Regions from separate parts of the Neogale vison genome. Here region 1 is linked to region 2. Evidence: chromatin contacts called from public Hi-C data. All regions are on one chromosome and are shown on one strand. The core of a region is the stretch at or near the end of the contact, and the rest is flanking DNA. Distances in the headings are between cores, read along the strand shown.

Region 1 (3,356 bases), core at 583-3,082, 460 kb before region 2:
CTTCCTGTGTCTCTCTCTGTCAAATAAATAAATAAATAAAATCTTAAAAAAAAAAAAAAAGCTTGTTATAAAATAATCACAACTTTTTCATCATGCAAGTAATTCTGAATTAGCATTTTAGGAAAATTTTTAAATAAAATGGATAAATTAAATAATAATTATACTAGATAAATAATTTTATTAAAGTGAAACAGAGTAATGTAAAATAAATGAAGCACAGACTTCTTTTTTTAAAGGAAGGAAACAGATTTTCTTATAATAAAGAGAATAAATCACATTTTCATGAATGTTTTCTAAACTGAAAACAGTATTTTTTAGTTAGGACAACACAACAGACTCATGTGAAGGATAGGATGATATATATACAAAACCAAAACAATATTCACGGGTTGCTGAGCTTGGAGATATGAAAGTCAGATTATAATTTCTATTTCTTTATTCACCTTCTTTGACTTTAAAGAGAAATGTACCCTTGAAATAGTATAGCCGAGCAACTGAGAGCAAAATTGGTCTTAAAATAACAACATTTCAAAAGGTGTTTCATAATCATTTTAATGAAAGTATATTTAGGGAAAGCCATCTGTCAGGAAATATTTGCCATCTCCTTTTTCTTGGTACTTGTATTAGTGTGAAAAGAGTGAGGAATATTCAAGCTAGATGAGTTTGCTTTGTTTCCAGAAAATAAGGGCCAAGACATTTCCCTGCCCAACTTCAGGAGCATCACTGAAGCCTCTTTATGGGGAATTGCCCTACCACAGCCCTCTGGTATGGCATCTAGGGAGTCCTCAAAGGAGCTACCCACTCTAAGAATGAGGCAACATGACTCAAGCCATTATAAACCCTAATGCAAAGAGCTAAAGAGAGAAGTGAAGGAAAATTACATAAATAAAATTTATATGCACGGTTCTGTCACTGGTCAGAAAACTCTGCAGTTGGTTTTGGAGATGGAGATAGTCACCAGGAGGGTCAATAGTTTTTGGGACCCACTTAACGCAAACATACATGTGGGTATTTCATTAAAAACAAAAAACAAAAAGAAACCCTGATATTCACTGCAAACGCATTATTTTTTAATGCATTGCCATGAATGGAACAGAGATACTATAAATTTTTAGTTCCTCAAAGATTTGGTAGAGGTCAGATACCATGATCTCAAAGTCAAAACTTTTATATATAATACATGTGTAAATGTAAATCTAGTTTTTGCTAAACTGAAGGAAAGAGTAAAAATTCAAAGCAGTCAGGGGGGTTGAACGGTAGGTTTGGGATGGGCATACCATCACATAAATTCATTTTTGCAATGTCTTTCTCCCATCCCACTGGTTCCTTTGTTAATTGTCCCTACTTAAATCAAGAGGAAAGGAATTAGATCATCAAATAACTCACACCTACCTTTAGCTTCACACACGTTGGCCCATATGAAACAAGTTTGCACTGGCTAAACTCTGTTCCACCATTTTTATTTACTGCAACATGAAATATGCAATATATATAATTTAGGAAAAGATTATAATATTATAAAATACAGAACTTTTTATTATCCCCGGACTTTTGGTGAAACAATCACTAACTAAAACCAATAATTGCTATCTATAAAGAGTAAATACAAGTAATGGCATTCACGTCTCTAATGCTATTCCATTTTTCTGGTCAGCAAATTTCAACTACAACTTGATCTCAACCTGGCTATTCCTCTGTGGTCTTTCTCCCCCACTTTTCCACGTTCACCGGCCTCCTCTCCACTCTCCTCCCCGCCTTTCCTCTGCCCCTCCCCTTCCCCAGCCCCTCCTCCTTGTTGAGTCAGTGGCTTGAAACTTTTAAAAGCTCTGTGCTCCAATTAGGAAAAAGCTTTTACGAGGTATCAGCACTTTTCTTTCATTAGGGGGAAGGAGTGAAGAAAGTACCAAACAGCAGCAGACTTTTAAACTTTAAATAGACAGGTCTGAGTGCCTGAACTTGCTTTTTCATTTTACTTCATCCTCCAAGGAGTTCAATCACTTGGCGTGCCTACTTCTTTTAAGAGAAAGAGTAAGTTAAAAAAAGAACAAAACAAACTTTACCTATTCGTTTCTTTTTCTACACGTAAAAGTTTTCTAAAGTTTTAAAATGTTTTAACTGTAGCTTTGATATGATACTGTAAGTAGAATGATGTACTTAAAAATGTGTCTCTAGTTTTAAATTTCAAATTGAACTTTCAGTACTTTCTTAACTGTTGAAAAGTTTCTAACAGGAATGCAACAGGTAAAATAAGATCCAGACCTTTCCGATTAGAATAAAGCACCAGTTTACTGGCTATTTGGTTCTTCATTTTAGAGTATAATTTTACTTTTTCTGGTAATGGATAATAGCCTAGGTGTTTTGTGACTGGGGTGGGGGGACGGTTGGGGCCTGGGTTGGGAATTTGACTGACAACATCACAAAAATCAAAGTGCAAATTTGCTTAGCTTGCTTGCTATAGAATTCTACTCTTCTTGCTTTTTCATATGTAAATCCTGATTGATGTTCTATAGCCCGGCCAAGCAAACTTCTTAACAAAGTGCTTTGTTAAGACCTTGCGGTTACTTGACTTCCACGTGGTTCCTTCCTAGAATTTTCCCCCAGTAAACAAAAAGATAAAAAATCAGAGTTGTAATACTGAGGTTTTTAAAGCAACAGTAAGTAGTTATTTTGTTAGCAACCACTATGGAAACACGAGACCCTCAGGAGAGCCACCTTTTTTACTCGACCACGTTGGCGACTCAGCAGATGAATCCCTTGAATGGGTGGCGGTTACTTACAAAGCATTAGAAGGGAAGAAGAGACGTTTAGAACAAAAGTGAATGCCAGGGTGCGTTTCCAAAACCGCCTCCTAAGACTGAAACTCTTAGAAAGAATATGGAACAAAATTTCTTAAGCGGAGCCTTAGAGCGAGCTAGCCTCCCCCCTCCGCCCTGCGACCCCTCTTAACGCCTGTCCGAACCTGTAACAGACTTCAGAACTGTAGGGCAACTTTGGGTTGGAGTTGCTTGGGTGCTGCTTGTGCAGTGATTACATTGATTTGTTATTTTAAAGTGTTCAGTTTCTTAAATGCTCCTGTTGGTAACGTTCATTCTGTTAGCCAGAAAAGCAGCCGTGCATTTTCGTGCCCGTTAAGGATTTTATCTGTTCACACTTCACAGGCCAAAGTAATTAGTTTAAATTCTTGGTGCGAGCCTGAGGTTTGAAGTATTTGCACCGGCGAATGCTGAAAAGCAAATAAAAATGAAAGCTTAGGCGGAGGCGGGGGGGGGCGGGGGGGCTCCGGGCGCCTCTGCCATCTTAGCATCTGTCGGGCTCGCCGGGGACTCCTGCGCTGCCCGAGCCCCGGGGTTTGTTGA
Region 2 (3,568 bases), core at 97-2,596:
TTCTCCCTGAATATCTGAATGAGGATATTAGAGAACCTGCAAAGTCTCTGTATGCTGAACATGGGAACATCACACAGCTTGTCAGCTTCCCAGAGAGCCAAATAAAAGCAAACTGCAGTTGAAGGAAAAGTATTCTGCTAGCCAGAAGGAAAGATGAGCATATCTAAGTTACACATTCCAGTCCCAAAGACAAGGGTCGTCTATATATGTATGTACATACATAACATAGAATATCAATAATAAACTATTCATAAAAATTCCAAAGCTTTTTTTCTTAATTTTCTCTCTCTGGAATAGAATATATAATCACACTAGATATTCTATTGTCTTGGAGCTCTTATTTGCCTTAACTCCATTTTATAAAGTATTATTTTATGCACCAGGCATAGTGAGAAGGGTTGATAAAAGCACAGAGTAGAATAAGATCCTAAGCCAAGAAAAAGTAAGTAATAAACAAATAGTTAACTTAAAAGACTTCTTCTCAAGGCTTCTCTTAGATGAACAAATAAATCTAGTTTAGCAGGGCATAATGCTATTGCTATGTATTTTTGGCTCTTTGGCTATAATGCTTGTAGGGGAAATTTTTCCTATTAGTAATTTTAGGAATAATACCAGTAAACAAATAATCATCGAATAACATTTATTGAGCACTTAATCCGTTCCAGGCACTGTTCTAAGTGCTTAACACATGTTGTCTAATTGCAATGATTGTAACACAGAGAAAGATGTTTAAATAACTCTGCTAGAAGTCACACAACCAGACAGTGGCACAGCTGGAATTGAAAACCACTCTGCCTGACTACAAAGGCCCGTGTTCTTAAAAATTATCTAACTCTGACTTCATTCTTGGTGCTCAGTGAGTAATAACACAGGCTGTTTGCTCTATAGCCTTAGACAATGAGGGGATATAATAGGAAAGAATAAAATTATAAAACATTATCCTACTCTGTTTCAATGGTAAAGCAAATGAGTCACCACAAGACAGAAAAATCACTTCTTCATATATGTATATATAATTTCATTGTGAACCTATAAGAAGTCTCATTTTTTGTCAATATGCCATCCAAAGACTGAATTGAGAGCACTGTACCTTCTTAGAGCTCTATCCAGGAAAGGATAAGAAAGTTTTTATGTTTTTTCCCCCTAAATGGCAAAAAGCCCAGACTTTTTTGTTATCGTTCCATGGTAAACATTTGTCTCTGCAGTCACCCAGATTCATGATTCATTTGTTAGGGGCTTGGTAGGCACATTTTGGCCAGGAGCCGGCCATGTGCCCAAGTCAGGACTTGAGTGAGTTCTGTTCACAGGAAGTCTCCTTTTGACCATACAAGAGCATGTGCATGAATTTTTAACCAGAAGCAGCTTAGCAATAAGATAGGTATGCAGCACAGGAAAGGCCTAAGGAGGCACCTCGCCCATGAATTACCGCAGCAGCCACACTTAGCACTGAGCTTTGTTGACTCTAAACTGCAGTTACACAGCGGGAACACTGTAGATAGACTGTTTGATTGGGCCTCTCTCCGTGTTGGGTAGGAGGGAACTGTGACAGCTTTCAGACCCGGCACAGGAACATATATGGAGCAAGTCTAGAATTGTTGTGCCACGTGACAACTCTGTGTTTACTTTGTTTTGTTCTGATTCATAATGGCCTTTTGAGTCCTACAACCTCACTATTTAAAATTCATTGACACCGAATCTAAAAATCTACATATCCACACTGCTGTCCTCCCACCCCGCCTTCACGTTGAAATGCCAGCCCCTGCCTCCCAGCGAGCCATTTGGCAGAGCTACTCTATGAAACTTGGAAACTAGCTGAGAACATAAATGTAGGGAAAGTGGAGGCTATAAGATAAAAGGATCAGCTAGAGCTAAAGCTATCTCTTTACTTCTTTACTTTCTCTGTCTCTTATTTCATTTATTCTTTCCATGAATGATTATTCAGTGTCTTTCTTCTATGTGCTAGGCGCTGCAGTAGGGACAATTGGGGAGGGAGATAATTTTGAGCCGAGTACTTTGGGAGGTAGGTGGATGTAGGGTAGTGTGACAACGAGCATAGTTTAAAAAAGCAAATGAGTATAGCATATTCAAAAAACTGATCAACAAGCAATATTCAGATGAAGAGGAACAAATACAAAGTCAAAGAGTCCCAGTGTACATTGCCTATGCCCAAATTTCATCCACAGTCAGCCCTATAGACAGGAAAGAAGTAAATGTGTGTTCTCTGCCTTCTTCCTCCATGTACTCAGAGCACTGTGTCAAATATAATAACCACGATTCAACTTAATTATACATTCAGTGGTTTCAGGTGGGAGGAGGCTATAATTTGAAATATTTTTCTGTGAGAAATTATGTTTAAGAGCCAAACCATTTACAAGCAAATTTGGGGGGCTATATGTACCTACACAGAATCATGTTTTTTCCCTTTACAGAACTTAATATGTCATGTAACTTTATTTATAACTACATAATTATTTAGAGTTTAACTACTTATATAAAGGCAAGCCGAATATGTAGTAAAATTTCCTTATTCACAGTAAAAGTTTCAAGGTATACTTATAGCCAATATTTTTCCACCTATAATAGACACAAAGTGAGTTTTTTTGGTGTTTGGTTTTTTTAAGTATGATGTTTTTATACTAAATATTTGCTAATAACATATTAATTATACACTTAAAGTGTTTCCCTCTTGAGTTTGAACTTGTGGTAGAATTCATTTTCAAACCTTAAAAATTTAGAATTTATCTAATTCTTCCTTAGGTAAAGTTTTCAAAACAGTGACAGGAATGATTTTCTCAACTTTGCACCAATATCATTCCAACTAATAGCACATACTCAAATTCTTGGGAGTAATTTAAAATAATTTGCTAAGAGATCAGCTTAACTGAGGAGAAATATTGCTAAATATGAGGTTGCTGTGCTATGACACAGGCACATTTTTGCTACATTTTTTTCTCCAAAAATTTCTCATACCTAAATATTTCAGCAGATTTAATTATTTTTTAGGAATTATATTTAGAGACATTTCAGTTATGAACTCCATCCTTAGTTTTTATGGGACCCGAATCTATAAAGATAAATCAGAGTATTAATATCTGAATTAAAATTGTCAGATATCTCTGGCAACAAAACTGCTGATTTGAAATATCTGTTGTGACTTTGGTGTATTTAGTCATAAGGTTGATTATAAAATGTTATATAACATTTCACAAAATATTATAGAGTTCATTTAGGGTCACTTATGGTTTCCATTTGTATTTTTCTGGATATACATTTAGCAGCAGAATAAATATCTAGTACCACTGACATTTTGAGAAAAGAACAGAAAGGTTTTTCAAGTTTTATGAATAGAAAAGTCCCAAAAGGATCAAAATATCCCAGAAATACTGTTAACATATTGAGATAGAAAGAGCCCCCACAACCACGCCACACTTAGAGGTACTTTCTAGATTAACATCATTCAGAGAAGGGTAAATTTTAGCTCTGCACTTCATAACTCAGGTTGTATAAATCTATACAAATTATGTAAATATTCTGGGACTTTGGTGCCACAAAAGTAAAAGAGAAAAAT

What was found. A called contact is a pair of places that touch in the nucleus more often than the background predicts.
Region 1: a Hi-C map of fibroblasts shows a contact between it and region 2, with 8 times the contacts expected there. The contact joins the promoter of GJA1 here to the enhancer-like site in region 2. A contact is called at or near these places in 2 of 3 Hi-C or Micro-C datasets (fibroblasts and muscle).

The regions. Positions count from the first base shown.
Region 1 is chr1:78,978,502-78,981,857 of ASM_NN_V1, reverse strand. It overlaps GJA1 (gap junction alpha-1 protein), which reads left to right and starts at 1,832. Exons shown (of 2, transcript XM_044249718.1): 1 at 1,832-2,028.
Region 2 is chr1:78,520,434-78,524,001 of ASM_NN_V1, reverse strand. No RefSeq gene overlaps it. Among named protein-coding and RNA genes, the nearest start is that of HSF2, 430 kb to the right of the region's middle. Within about 2 kb of position 1,346, the one cell type or tissue checked has open chromatin away from gene starts, as enhancers often do. A contact at or near this core is called in fibroblasts, where this site is marked.